Linked DNA regions of Zea mays: all the other regions are linked to region 1. A link is a contact called in public Hi-C data. All regions are on one chromosome and are shown on one strand. The core of a region is the stretch at or near the end of the contact, and the rest is flanking DNA. Distances in the headings are between cores, read along the strand shown. Region 1 holds the start of LOC103650856 (EPIDERMAL PATTERNING FACTOR-like protein 9). Region 2 holds the start of LOC111946235. Region 3 holds the start of LOC103650859 (protein BLISTER).

The links. Hi-C and Micro-C count contacts between places; a contact is called where the count stands out from the background.
Region 2: a contact with region 1 is called in a Hi-C map of ear, with 2.4 times the contacts expected there. The contact joins the promoter of LOC111946235 here to the promoter of LOC103650856 in region 1. A contact is called at or near these places in 3 of 25 Hi-C or Micro-C datasets (ear, leaf and tassel).
Region 3: a contact with region 1 is called in a Hi-C map of ear, with 2.2 times the contacts expected there. The contact joins the promoter of LOC103650859 here to the promoter of LOC103650856 in region 1. A contact is called at or near these places in 2 of 25 Hi-C or Micro-C datasets (ear and tassel).

The regions. Positions count from the first base shown.
Region 1 is chr3:164,499,693-164,503,764 of Zm-B73-REFERENCE-NAM-5.0, reverse strand. It overlaps LOC103650856 (EPIDERMAL PATTERNING FACTOR-like protein 9), which reads left to right and starts at 2,156. Exons shown (of 3, transcript XM_008676450.4): 1 at 2,156-2,481; 2 at 2,625-2,698; 3 at 3,023-3,505. The coding sequence starts at 2,367. The coding sequence ends at 3,205. It also overlaps a transcript of LOC100193045 not described here.
Region 2 is chr3:164,781,237-164,785,547 of Zm-B73-REFERENCE-NAM-5.0, reverse strand. LOC111946235 reads right to left here and starts at 1,294. Exons shown (of 2, transcript NM_001360701.1): 1 at 1-1,294. The coding sequence starts at 1,243. LOC100276614 reads right to left here. Exons shown (of 2, transcript NM_001360700.1): 1 at 3,621-4,311; 2 at 3,266-3,523. The coding sequence starts at 4,085. The coding sequence ends at 3,461.
Region 3 is chr3:164,899,519-164,903,847 of Zm-B73-REFERENCE-NAM-5.0, reverse strand. LOC103650859 (protein BLISTER) reads left to right here and starts at 2,334. Exons shown (of 13, transcript XM_008676452.3): 1 at 2,334-2,781; 2 at 3,192-3,768; 3 at 3,867-4,329. The coding sequence starts at 2,707.

The sequences.
Region 1 (4,072 bases), core at 907-3,406:
ATCAGCCTTATCGCTATATCGCTGTCGTCCGCTCCGATCGATCGTCCGCTATTGACGTTATCTTGGTCAGTACCGACCTCCGACTGCGCCACGTCAGCGGTCGAGACCATCCCGCTGGAACCGCCTAGGTCGCAGGCACGGGGACACCTGCTGCATCGAGGGAGGCAGGAGGCTACGCACAGAGTGGTGCCCGGCCTAGAAAGGGCCGCTGGGCCGGTGGTCTCGTGAATCGTGACACAATTTTAACTGGGATCTAACGGAATGACAGCAACTAAAACTTTGTATAATAGCAGCGAAGAAAAAAAAGTTAGATAATTTTTAGGAAAGCACTGTAATTTTTGGTAGCATCGAAGGAATTGATCTGTTTTTTTTTTACCATCCGGCCGAATGCTTCCATTGCTGCCAAATACAACTGGTGTGTGCCCAGCACCAGCAGCGCATCATGCGTCGTGACTCGTGAGACACCCGTGCCTATAGGTTGGTTACCACTCAAAAATAGTTTGACCACATTTTTGACTCGGCTACGGCCTCGTGAGTCGTGACCAGTGGTCCGAGACTGAAGCCTGCCCAGTGCTCAGCTCACATCCATCCACCCACAACATGGCGATATCCTCCACCCAAAAGGGAGCTTGTTCCATTAGCGCTCAATAATTCATAGCAAGTCAAAACCCATTAGATCTAGATAGATCAGAAATAACCAAACAAGATCTAAAGGCTTATTCGGTTCGCTCTAATCTATATAGATTAAGTGGGTTTAAATATCAAGCAAGTCAATTTTTTTATTTTTTTCCAATCCTAATCAATACATATGTAATGAGAATAATCGAACAAGTTGTAAAATATAGAGCAAAAATACCACTGTGGCAGATCCAGAGATTCCAACAACTAATGTCCACGAGACATCACCAGACCGTGGATGGTACGGCTCCGAATATGAAATCCAGAATCCAGATGCAGCAGGCCATGCCTTTGGAGGTCACATGAGGAGACGGACATCGTTGTGGACTGGGCAAGAGCTTGGCCATGCAGAGATGCAGGATCCAGAGCTTGCTCTGGCATTGCCTGGTCACGTACCATTACAGGCTCTGAACAGAGTTTCTCTCTTTATTTGTTGGTTCATTGCCTTCTCTCTCTCTCCAACCACCTTCTCTTGCTAAATAAGAAAAAAGATGTACTTCCTCGGTCTCAAAATATAAAGCGTATATATGATTCAGGATGCACGAGAAGAGGGTATTTTGGGGAGGGCGCAAATGCACAGATCCGGAGCGTGTTTTCGGGCGAAGCGGAGCGGGAGCAACATCTTCGACACCGTTTAGGCCTTGTTCGGTTACATGGGATAAAATCCTACCATGGATTTAATCCGTTTATGGATTGGGTGAATCCATACCTCACACCCAATCCTATGGTGGGATTAAATCCATCAACTAATCCATATATCTCTCAAAGCTAGTTATTCTTTTGATCCATAGATTCTAATGTAAACTTGTGCAATATCTTTATGGATTTATTCCATACCTAATGAGCTATGGATAGAATTCATGTCTTTCATTGTTAAAAAAAAATCACAAACCCTTGGGTTATATTCCATGATGGGTTTAACCGAATAAAAAAATTTAAGTAGTCTTGGATTATTTTGGGGCATGGATTGTGACATGGATTTAATTCCAATCCATGCTAATCCAGAGCTGGATTGGTGTAAACGAACAAAGCCTTAGTAAGTGACGCTGTGAAAAAACTGCTCCTGGAGCTGGTCCAAAAGCGACACCAAACGGGTTAACTTCGCTGATTTCTCTTTCAGGGTTTGAGTGAAGATTTGGAGTTGATTTCTATTCATTTTTTGTCCTGGGAAGAGCCATGTCAACTGTCTTCCTTTCCTGCTGTGCAACACTGAAACACCAAACGCCCAAGCTTTGTATTCGGATCTTGTGCCCGTTAACTTCGATTGTCCTGTAAAAAAAAATTCTTACGTTCAAAATGGGATACAGGAAACAAAAACGCAGAAAGGAACACCTATAACAGACAAAGTGACGCTATGGTAATAATTGAAGCAATGCCCCCCGCAGCTAAGTTTCAGACGCATCTGTTATCCCGTGCGTTCGTGCATACGAGAGGGTGGAGCCACCTGGTGCTGGTGGTCTCCGCAGTCCCCACTGCTCCCCCTCCATACTAGTGTCTCTGCATGGTATGGCACAGGGATATGCATATGCAAGGCATGAGCAGAGTCACAGAGCTGCCACACACAAGCCATTGCACCTGTCTCCCAGTTTATATAACCTCTAACACTTGCTTCCTTATGCTGTTTCTCTGAATCCAAATAAAGCACCATCCCCCCCATTTTCTATCCATTGCTCACTTGAACTAGAGGGATGGCTAATGGTTGCTCCACGACTACCACAAGCTCCCTGCTCCTCTTCTTCCTTCTCTCTTACTTGCTCATCGGTCATGCTCTCTGCAGCCAAGGCCACAATGGCAGAACATCAGGTTCTTCCCTTCCTTGTACAAACACCGAGTTGTTTATTTCCTTTCTTTTTCTTGCATGGGACGAGCCGCTTCTTTCTTTTAGCATTTGCTTCCTGTTCACTTCCACTGATTATTTGCTCATTTCAATCTAATTTGTGGTGAAGGTGCTGATTATGTGGTGCAATATCTCCACCAGGAATTACCTGGTAAACATATAGTTTTGCAGGAGACCGTCAAGGTACCCATCTCTCTTTCAGATGTAGCGATGTAGCGTTCTTCAGGGTTCTAAGTTTCAAAGGCTTGCAGTACCTTTTTATTCTTTTACACATGTATTATGACAGGAAAACTTTGGAAGGACAAAATGTCAACCACTTGCCTCCAACATCCATCACTCCTCTAGTATTACTGGAAAAAAACTTTAGAATTGAAACAAGGAATGAAACTAAAGTTTTTTTTCTAAAAAAAAGTGGAATACAACCTTGCAATAGATTAACCCACAAATTGCTCAGTGACCTTAAAGCAAGTATAGTTAGCGTGATATTTTCACATGCCTTGTTATTAGGGTCTAAACAAAGGCATATTGCCAAAGTATGCACGGAGAATGTTGATCGGCTCAATTGCGCCAATATGCACATACAACGAGTGCAGAGGGTGTCGATTCAAGTGTACTGCTGAGCAAGTCCCAGTGGATGCAAATGACCCCATGAACAGTGCTTACCACTACAAGTGTGTTTGCCACAGGTGATCTTCAATGAGTAGGAGGAGCTTCTATGTTATTGTGTGTCCTGGAGAATAGTAGTATTTTCGCCCGTTTTTGGTTCTCCCTCTCCTTTTCTTTCTATTCTTTGTTTTCTCTGTTGAAAAAGGCTTCTTTGTCTCATTTCTATTTTACAAGAGGTTAGCTAGTAGAGGACTGGAGTCTGGAGGAGCATTTTGTACTTTAAAATGCCTAGCTCAGGTTATGGACTAGTAATTTTGTTAGTATAAATGGTTACCAATTTTGACATCTGAAAGTATGAATGGCCAGCCAATTCAAGTGCATAAATAGTACGGTTGACCTATGGCGACAATGCATCAAGTCTATGAAGTATGAACAAACCTCAAAATGTACCAACTGCTTGAACAGCCTTGGAGATCTAGGCTGGATCTTCTGAGCATCATCAGTTCTTATGGTCATTCATGGCACTCCTCTTTTACATAGTAATAGAAATAACAATCACCTGTACAATTGGGAAGTATGTTAAACTACACAAACCCACAGAAGGAAAGGTGACAAGAATGGAGCTCATGCAGAGGGAATGCTATTGTGGCCAGCATTCAATCAAATTAGACCTCATTTTAAAGATTAATTAACTAAAAAGTTGTCAGAGAAAAGATGTCAAACCGTTACCTGCATCTCTGACTAAAGTGAATATGCATAGTTTCATTCATGTTGTACATTATTATCAGCAGCAAACTTCTGGTGCCAAAAAAGCACGCAGTTTGCAAGTATAAGGCACAAATATGTATATATAACTTCTGTGAGAATTCAGGTAAACTGAGCTCTGTGCATGAGTTGCCACTGCAGGGCCACAACTGCAATGTATATTGTGAGCAGGATATCGGAGTTCCT
Region 2 (4,311 bases), core at 45-2,544, 280 kb before region 1:
CCGCATGGCGCTCAATACCATAATCCTGCACCATTGCCTCCCAATACTCCAGTCCCTTTTCAACATTCCCTGCGTGGCTGCATGCTGTAAGCACACCAACGAAAGTGATAGGGTGAGGCTTGATGTCTTCAGCCCGCATCCTTTCGAACACTGAAAGTGCCAGATTTTCGTGTCCATGTGTTGCCAGGCCGCTAATCAGTGCTGTGTATGGATAGGCATCAGGTCGTGGGATCTCCCTGAAAGCACTCAGTGCCTGCTCAATGTTGCCACACTTTGCGTGCATATCTACTAGTGCTGTAAGAACCTTCTCATTCCTTTCGATCTTCTTCCTGTCGACGTAAGCTCCAACCCACCCAGCCAACTCCGTGCTGCCTATCTGTGAAACTGCAGAGATAACCCCAACCATTGTGGCTCCATCAGGCTCAATCCCAGCAGCCTCCAGATCCCTAAATAAAGCGAGTGCCACCTTTGGCCGCCCAGTCTGTGCATAACCATTAATCATGGCCGTCCGGGCCACGAGATCCTTTGTAGGCATTTTGTCAAACAGCTCACGCGCATTCTGCACCAGCCCGCACTTACAATACCCGACAATGAGCACCATCGACGAGGCCGTGTCCCTCGTCGGCATTTCGTCAAACACACGGCAAGCGGCCGCGAGGTCACCAGCGCTGACGTAGAGGACCACCATGGCGTTCCAGGAGACCTGGGTCCTGGTGGGCATGGCAGCGAAGAGGGACTCGGCGGGACGCACGGAGGCGTTGCGGGCGTGCGCGCAGAGGAGGGAGTTGAAGGAGACCGCGTCGGGGGCGGGGATGTCCGCCAGCGCGGCGTGCGCGGCGGGGAACTCCTCGCACTTGGCGTACAGGTCGACGAGCGCGTTGGCGACGGGGAGGCGGAGCGGGAGGAGCGCGAGGCGGAGCGCGACGGCGTGCAGGGAGGCGCCGAGCGGGAGGAGGCGGAGCGACGCGGCGGCGTTGAGCGCGAAGGGGAGCGTGAAGTGGTCGGGGCGCACGGGCAGGCGCGGCATGATGAGGAGCAAGGCGAGCGCGGCGCGCGGGCGCCGCTTGGAGAGGCGGCTGATGGCGCCGTTGAGGAGCGAGCGGACGAGGGCGGGCGCGGTGGCCGCGGCGTGCGAGCGGACGAGAAACGCGTGCAGCTCGGCGCGGGGCGGTGGCGGGTGGTCGGAGGCGAGCGCGCGGACGATGCGGTCGAAGTGCGGTTTGCGGATGGGCTGGGCCGCCATGGCGCCGCCGCGTGGTCGAAGCGTGACACACTGACACGGGGGGAAAGAGAGAGGAGGGGACTGTGGGTCTGGGGTCTTTTTTATACGTCGGAGTTTTGAAAACTTCTGGGCTGGGCCTCTCTTGCGATGTGTGGGTTGGGGTCTACGGTACAGTTTCGGGCCATCAGTGAATTCAGCCCAAATTTGGTTTTAATTTTTCCTTTGCTTTTATTTTCTTTTACATCTTTCTTTTTTTTCTTTTCTTTTCAGGCAGTGTGGCCTCTGGGTAGCACGGCAATCAGGACATGGAGTATATATATTTCACCTCGACCAGCAATCAAGTTCCAAAATAAAACTATCCGAGAGAAGCCTCCGGAGCACACCTCAATGTCACGGTGTCGGATGTCAAGTTGTCAGGGCTCCTACCTAAAACAAACAGTTGATATTGTGATCAACCTGCCCTGGACTGTCTGTCCTCCTTGAATCCTCGCCACGTTGACAGCGCTCCTACTCAAAACGGTGGACAGGGGACGTCACCGGACGCGTCTCTCCCCTCCTCCAGGCTCCATCCCTATCCTTCCGCGGTTCCGCCCACATAATCCACAGGCCGGAAGAGCCACGCCAGGTGACCACGGCCAACCGGGCAAATGGCTCGTTGGCATTGGCCAGCAGCGGCACCTACTGCAGCAACCCACCCCGGCAGCCTGCAGGAAGCTGCAGTTGATACGCTTGTCTTGTCTCCTTACCGTCATCGTTCCTCCCTCGCACATGCGATGCGCCCGCTAATCGCGTCGCGTCCGGTCACGTCGCTGTTGCCCGTCACTCCCCACTCCAGCACTGACACGTAGGACGTACCCCCACCTCTCAGCTGGACCCGCGTGTCAGCATCTCAGCGGCTATCCTTTCCTGGAGCAGTGGTCACAACTCACACGAGCTTTAACAGTTAATTATAGCAAGAAAAAAAAGGAGGGGGGCAACCGGGTCAAGTTTAGACCGCGACGAACCAGTCATCAGTGCAACTAGTACCAAAACCACCCCGGCCGGGAGCAAGCGATGTGTGGCACTGGCATGGCATCTCCTGCGATCCAGATATTCCTGAGCTGTCGGGTTAGTCGAACAGGGGATTTTGGGTCTCCATGCGCATCATCCTGTCCGCTTGTGACCGAGAATTATTGCCCCGGACTCGTCACATGCGTACCTGAACCCCCAGTGCCACCCAATCATGCACACGCTAGCTCACCAGATGTCCAGATCTACTTCTTTCGACTACCAGTAAAACTATATCGCTTCGTTTCGTTGTTGGATTCGATAGAGAAAAAAATACTAGTAATGATTAAAGATTCGAGGGGTTGGTTAGCTAAGCTGCACCGAGGAATTAGTTGGCGAGACTGCAGCCGGTAGGATAGAGAGGAGGCATCTTCTGTCTGTCTGCACTGCAGACATGGACAGTGTGACCATCCACCCAGACCCGGTATTGCTATTCGCTGTAGGGAGGTAGGGTAGTGACTGGTGAATGGTGATACCCAGAGAGAGACGAGGGGACTAGTCAGCATCTGCCATGTCGAATCATGGTCTTTTTCTCAGACAACACCTCACTCTCTCTCTCTCTCTCTCTCCGGCCCGCGAAGGGGACGGGATGATGCCATGCCACGATGGAACGGACGGAGACCGCGTCACAGGCCTCGCTCCTACGGCGGCGGAGACGGATGCAGGCAGGCATCAGCGAGACAACGACGCTGGCGATGCAAGAGAGTGTGCACTGAATCGCAGGCCAATGGATTTGCATGCATTTGGGCAGGGGGAAGGAAGAAGCGTGATTGGATTTGCATTCCAGTTTCCAGCCAGATTCGTTTCGTCACGACGCGAGTAGCGCGCAGCCCGCATCCATTACCGCGCGCCAAAAAAAAAATCGCCGGCGGTCGTCCTCGCCGCCGCTACGCCGCACGACGCAACGCGAGGGGGACACGCGTGCTGCCGGCGGATTCCGGCCGAACAGAACACGGACATGAACGGAAGACAGCAGGAAATGACAACAGCTTGACGAAACGAACAATGATAGACGAGGTTGGTTACTAGTGTAGCCACTAGTAGGAAGCAGAAAAAAGAAAACAGATGGAAATGCCCACGCTATCTATGTGCATCGAAGAAGGCCGGCGATCGCCCGTTCTCCTCTCAAAACTGCGCTCGTGATCCTGGCTCGCCGGCGCCGTCGAACCCTCCTCCGTTCTCCTCCACCCATCATCGCCGGGACGCCGCGGCGCCCACCACGGCCAATCCGCCCTCGCCCACGTCCTCCAGCCGCTGCGGGCGCCGGAGAAGAAACTCAGGACTCGCAAACAGCGCCAACGATTCTATCAAAAAAAAAAAAAGACCGAGGGTCGAGAGATGGGTTTATTACCTGCAGGAGCGGGTCGGGCGTGCAGGCCGGCGGCGCGTCGAAGACGGCGAGCGGGAGGTGCTTCTTGACGACGCCGACGTTGAAGTAGATGACGCCGGAGGAGGGGATGTCGACCTTGATGTCGTGGACGGGGAACCACATGAAGAGGTCCTGCGCGGCGACGCCGGAGATGTCGGCGATCTGGCCGGGGCTGATGACCCCGGAGACGGTGGCGTTGTAGCGGAGGCCGACCTCGAAGCGCGCCGTGCAGGGCGCGTCCAGCCGGGCCTCGAACGCCCCCGTGGCGGCGTCGTGCCGGAACGCCGTGATCCCCGCCGGCAGCAGGCCCCCCGGCAGCTGGTGCGCGCGGAGCACCTCGTTCGCCGCCTCCGCCGCCGCCGTCGCCGTCGCCGCCACGGGGCGGTTCGAGGCCAGCGCCGCCGACAGGGCCACCGCCACTAGCAGCGTCCACAGCGCGGCCGCCATTCCCCCGGCGCTGGTGCGAGGTGATGGGTGGGACGGGAGGAGAGGAGAGGAGGGAGCGGGGATGGGTGGGCAATAATTGAGGTGGAGAACGGGAGCCGCCCGGAAATGGGAAATAGAGATCGGGGAGAGAAGCAGAGGAAGAGGAGGAGAGGAGAGGAGAGGAGAGGAGGGGAGACCGGGAGAGGCTGGGGCTGGGTAGAGAGGAGGCGAGGCGGAGGAGGAAACG
Region 3 (4,329 bases), core at 1,085-3,584, 400 kb before region 1:
GTGTGGAAAATGGATCCTGGCACATATATGCCATGCATTCGGTTTTGCCCCTAAAACCAGGTGTGACACACCCTTAGTCACTCAGTGCTCTCTATCACCCCATGTATCGCTAAGGTCCCTAGCCTCTAGCAATTCAAGAGGCTAGACCCTGAGCCCCTAGGGCCTAGGGCATCCCGAGAAGATAGAGGGACTCCTATAGTGACTAAGTATGAAGTCATTCATAAGATAAAAGAGTGTAGTAGGCGCCCATTAAGGGCATGACGACTCTAGAGGCATGATGCCATGTTCTAAGCCTAATCCTAACAACCTTATAACACTGATACTTCACAAAAGAGTTTCTATACATCAATTTTAATGTGTCGTGCAATGTTACAATTTGATTGGTACACTATTGCCATAACTTAGGTAGTAGGCACACTCAAGACTGTTGTTCGATACATGTAGTAACCATATAGCCATACGTGGCATGATAGTGTATTATGATATATTATAAGGTATATATTGCTACATCAATTACCAACTACACTGTAATAACAACGCAGACTTTGTTGTCCATCAATATGACTAAACACAACTGCCCCTATGACAAGTATGCCTGCCACTGTTGCTAGATAGTTGTGATACTATGTCATGATCGAAGAGCGATGCATGTGACTCCACGCCTAATATAAGATTATGGTTGTTGTGTCATAGATGACCGAGGCCTACAATCCAATCAAATGTGTAATTCTCTCTCCACCCTTGGTCTATAAAAGGAGAGTAGAGTAGCGTAAAAAGAGTACGGAGCCATGTGGCACTAGGTGCAAATGATGGATTGGATCGCCCCATGAGCAGCAAAGGAGAACAAACCTTGCAACAACTATGCACTTAAAGCAACACTAATGCAAACAACATCAAACATTATTCTCAACAAAAAGTTACGATTTACTCCCTCTCTCCTAGAATATAAGATGTAACCATTTTTTGTTCTTGTACATAGGGCGTGCTCTCTTTATACATACGTACATTGATGCACTGGTATAGAGAGAATTAAATGCATTTTTTGGTCTTTAAACCAGATGTGGTTACGCCTTATATTCTGGAATGGAGGGAGTAAATATTAGGAATAGATAAATTTAAAACAATAGTGACCTATCGCACGCAGCAACTTCTACCTTGACGGGCTCATAACGCTATTCTTTCTCAGTTTCTCATGCTTTATTTTTTAGAGAAAGTCACGCCATGTTAGGCCTTGTTCGTTTATTCCCATCACATATGGATTGTATAGGATTAGAAAAAATTATGAAGGATTTTGACTTACTTAGAATTTAATCCCACTCAATCCTATTCAATCCACATAGAGTCATGGACTTAGCATTAAACGAGCATACCCTTAGAGTAATTTCTTGCCATGACGTACTCTTTGGCTACTACTATCATTGGTCAGATGAAGCAAATGATGCTTCTATTGCCATCCTACGAAACCACAGCTTAGCTTCTCTAAACTTTATAGCTTTAAATTTTAAGGCAAAATCTTTAAGATTATTTTCAACCATATGATCTATATTTATTCTCTATATCTCTGCTTTATAAAAATCTTCTAAAAGGTTCTCTCTTATCTATTTCATTTTCTCCAACAACGCCATTTATATCTTGTCTTTTATATGTTAAAAGATATATTTTGCTCTATTTTTTGTGTATATATATATATTGTACTCTTATATATATATATATATTAGTTTTACTTAAAACTATTATTTAAGTATAAAAACGAATAGAAAACATCGTTGGAACCTATACACGAGAGAATGTTCTCTAAATATAGAAATATTTACCAAACTTTGTTGAAGTTAACTAATATTACATTAGAGCAATTTTAGAGCAACTCCAGTAGTTTTTAAAAGACTTCTTAAATCAATAATTTAGACAGTTAACATGAAAACTATTCTCCAACAGTTCTCTAAATGAACTTTCTAAATTTAACAACTTGTCATCTAACCTCATTTTCTCTCTACATTTGGCAACCATTTAACAACTCCCTAAACAAAAATGTTGACTGCATTATATAGTTTTTGTGACTTATTTTTTATGTGGATAGATACAAAACAAAATTACAGCCTATATTTAGAGAACTATTGGAGAACTCACATTTTTTTACTCTAAAAGACATTTAACAACTTCTTAAATCTGTGATTTAGAGAGCTAAAATTTACATAACTATTGAAGTTGCTCTTGGATCTTAAAACACTAAGCCAAAATGCTCTAAAAATTTAGAGCTCTAAAATGTCGAGGAGTGGATCGAATCCAAGCAAGTCTATAGCGGTCTTTTTATCTTACTAAATATTCTCTATTATAAACTCTATTTAGAAAAAAAACAGTATTTTTTTGTTTTCGTGAGCACGGCCAGGCACCAGCGACCGACCGCGACGACGCAACAGCAGGGCATGCAGAATTGCAGATTGCAGAGGCAGGAACTCAAACCGGTCGGACTCCACGACGAGTCGACGACGCACACAAAAAAAAAACAGCAGGCGAGGCGGGATTTAGAAGCTGCGCAGCGCGCATCCCTCCCCCAATCCCGACCCGACCCGACCCCGTCCCCGTCGCCAGATCTCGCGCCCCCTCCCCGGGGCTCGATCGGATCAGCGGCGGCCGGTGATACGGGGACGGGGAGATCTCGCCGAGGTTTGGGCCGGGCCGGGCCGGGCTGGTGGGAGCAGGGGAGCCATGGCGTCGGCGCAGGCGCCGTCCTCCGCCGCCGCGCCGTCGCGCAAGGACCATCTCGAGGCCGGGAAGAAGCGGGTAGGTCCGCTGTTGCTTGTTGCTTGCGAGAAATGTAGTCCTCGGGCACCCGCAATCGCTGATTGGGCAACATGCTTAGGGAAGACGTAGACAAATTAGGGGCATCGTGTTGCTTAGCGCCATGACTGGCGTGCCATTCAATCGGTTTTGCACAGGTTAGAGAAGCCGAATGCTATCAAACTTGTCTGAGATCGTTTTGCGTGTGAAAGACAAGCCAAACGGTACCAATTTTGTCTCGGCTGTTTTGCCTGCCGTACAGAATTCAAATGCATGAAATTTGCCACGTTACTTCAGGCTCAGTCTGCAACTTTTTTGGGATTTAGCTGTTTAGATCTCGCTGGAACGCTGATTCGGCAAATGCTTTACTAGGTTAGCTCTAGAATAACAGTGTTCTGTTTTCTCTGATCCAGCTCGAGCAGTTCCGCAAGAAAAAAGCGGCGAAGAAGGCCAATGCAGCTGGTGCAGAGCAGGCAAAAGTGCCTGCTCCTGATGTAGAGCCAAACCAAGCGAGCACGTCTTCGGTGCCATGGGCTGTATATGAGAATGGCCCAGAGAGTGCTTCCAGCGGTGCAGAATTCCTGTCAAATGCTCCGGTCAATGTATATACTTCTGTTGGTGTTAGTAGTGTTAGACCCCAGCAAGATGCTGTTACTGATGGAGGAAGTAAGTTCTATGGGAACTTAAGCTTCTCTGATCTTGTTAATGGTCATCATGAGAACTGGAGAGGCGATGAAGCCCGTAAAAGGGATGAGCACAGCCCTGACAAGGATGTGCAATCAACATCTAAATTAAGTGCCTTTGGGAACAGCAGTTTAACTTTACCTTCTACTGACAACATGCCAAGTTGGGGAAGAATTTCTTTATCAAGTCAAGTACATGATACCAAGCAATCTAGTTCATATTCATCCAGCACCCTTTTTGGAAAGTCTGAAAATGCTTACTCTCAGGACTACTCCACAAAGAGTGATACCTCTAGTCAGTTGAGAGGTAAATTTGAGGCCTTATTTTCATATGTTGAAACTACAATACGCAATATCCAATAACTTGAGCCTGGGGTTCTTCTGCTCTTTTTTTTTTCTATGTAGATACCTCCAAAGACTCTTCCCAAGTGGAGCAATCTCTGTATGCCAGCACTCGGGATTATGGCAATGCCTTCAATAGTTCAAGGACTATTGTTACTGTAGAGCATGATACAAATGTTGGAATAACTCGGACATCTGCAGATTCCGCACCTGGTGTTAATTTTGAAAGACAGGATCCTTTTCTGTCATCTGGTTATCCAACTACATACACTCGTTCAAGGCCATCGTTTCTTGATTCAATTGGAGTACAAAGAGTCCCTCCAACAACTCAAGCCTCATATAGGGAGCCTGCAAAGGCTAATCAACTATCCCACAATTCGAATTATCAGAGTTCATTTGTGAAGCAATCAAATCAACAACCCACTTCAAGTAATGCTGCAGATATTTCTTTTGCATCAGAAAGTCAGGAATATAGTCATGAAAAGGGGTCATATGGCAGCTCCAACCATCCTGATTTCTCACTTCC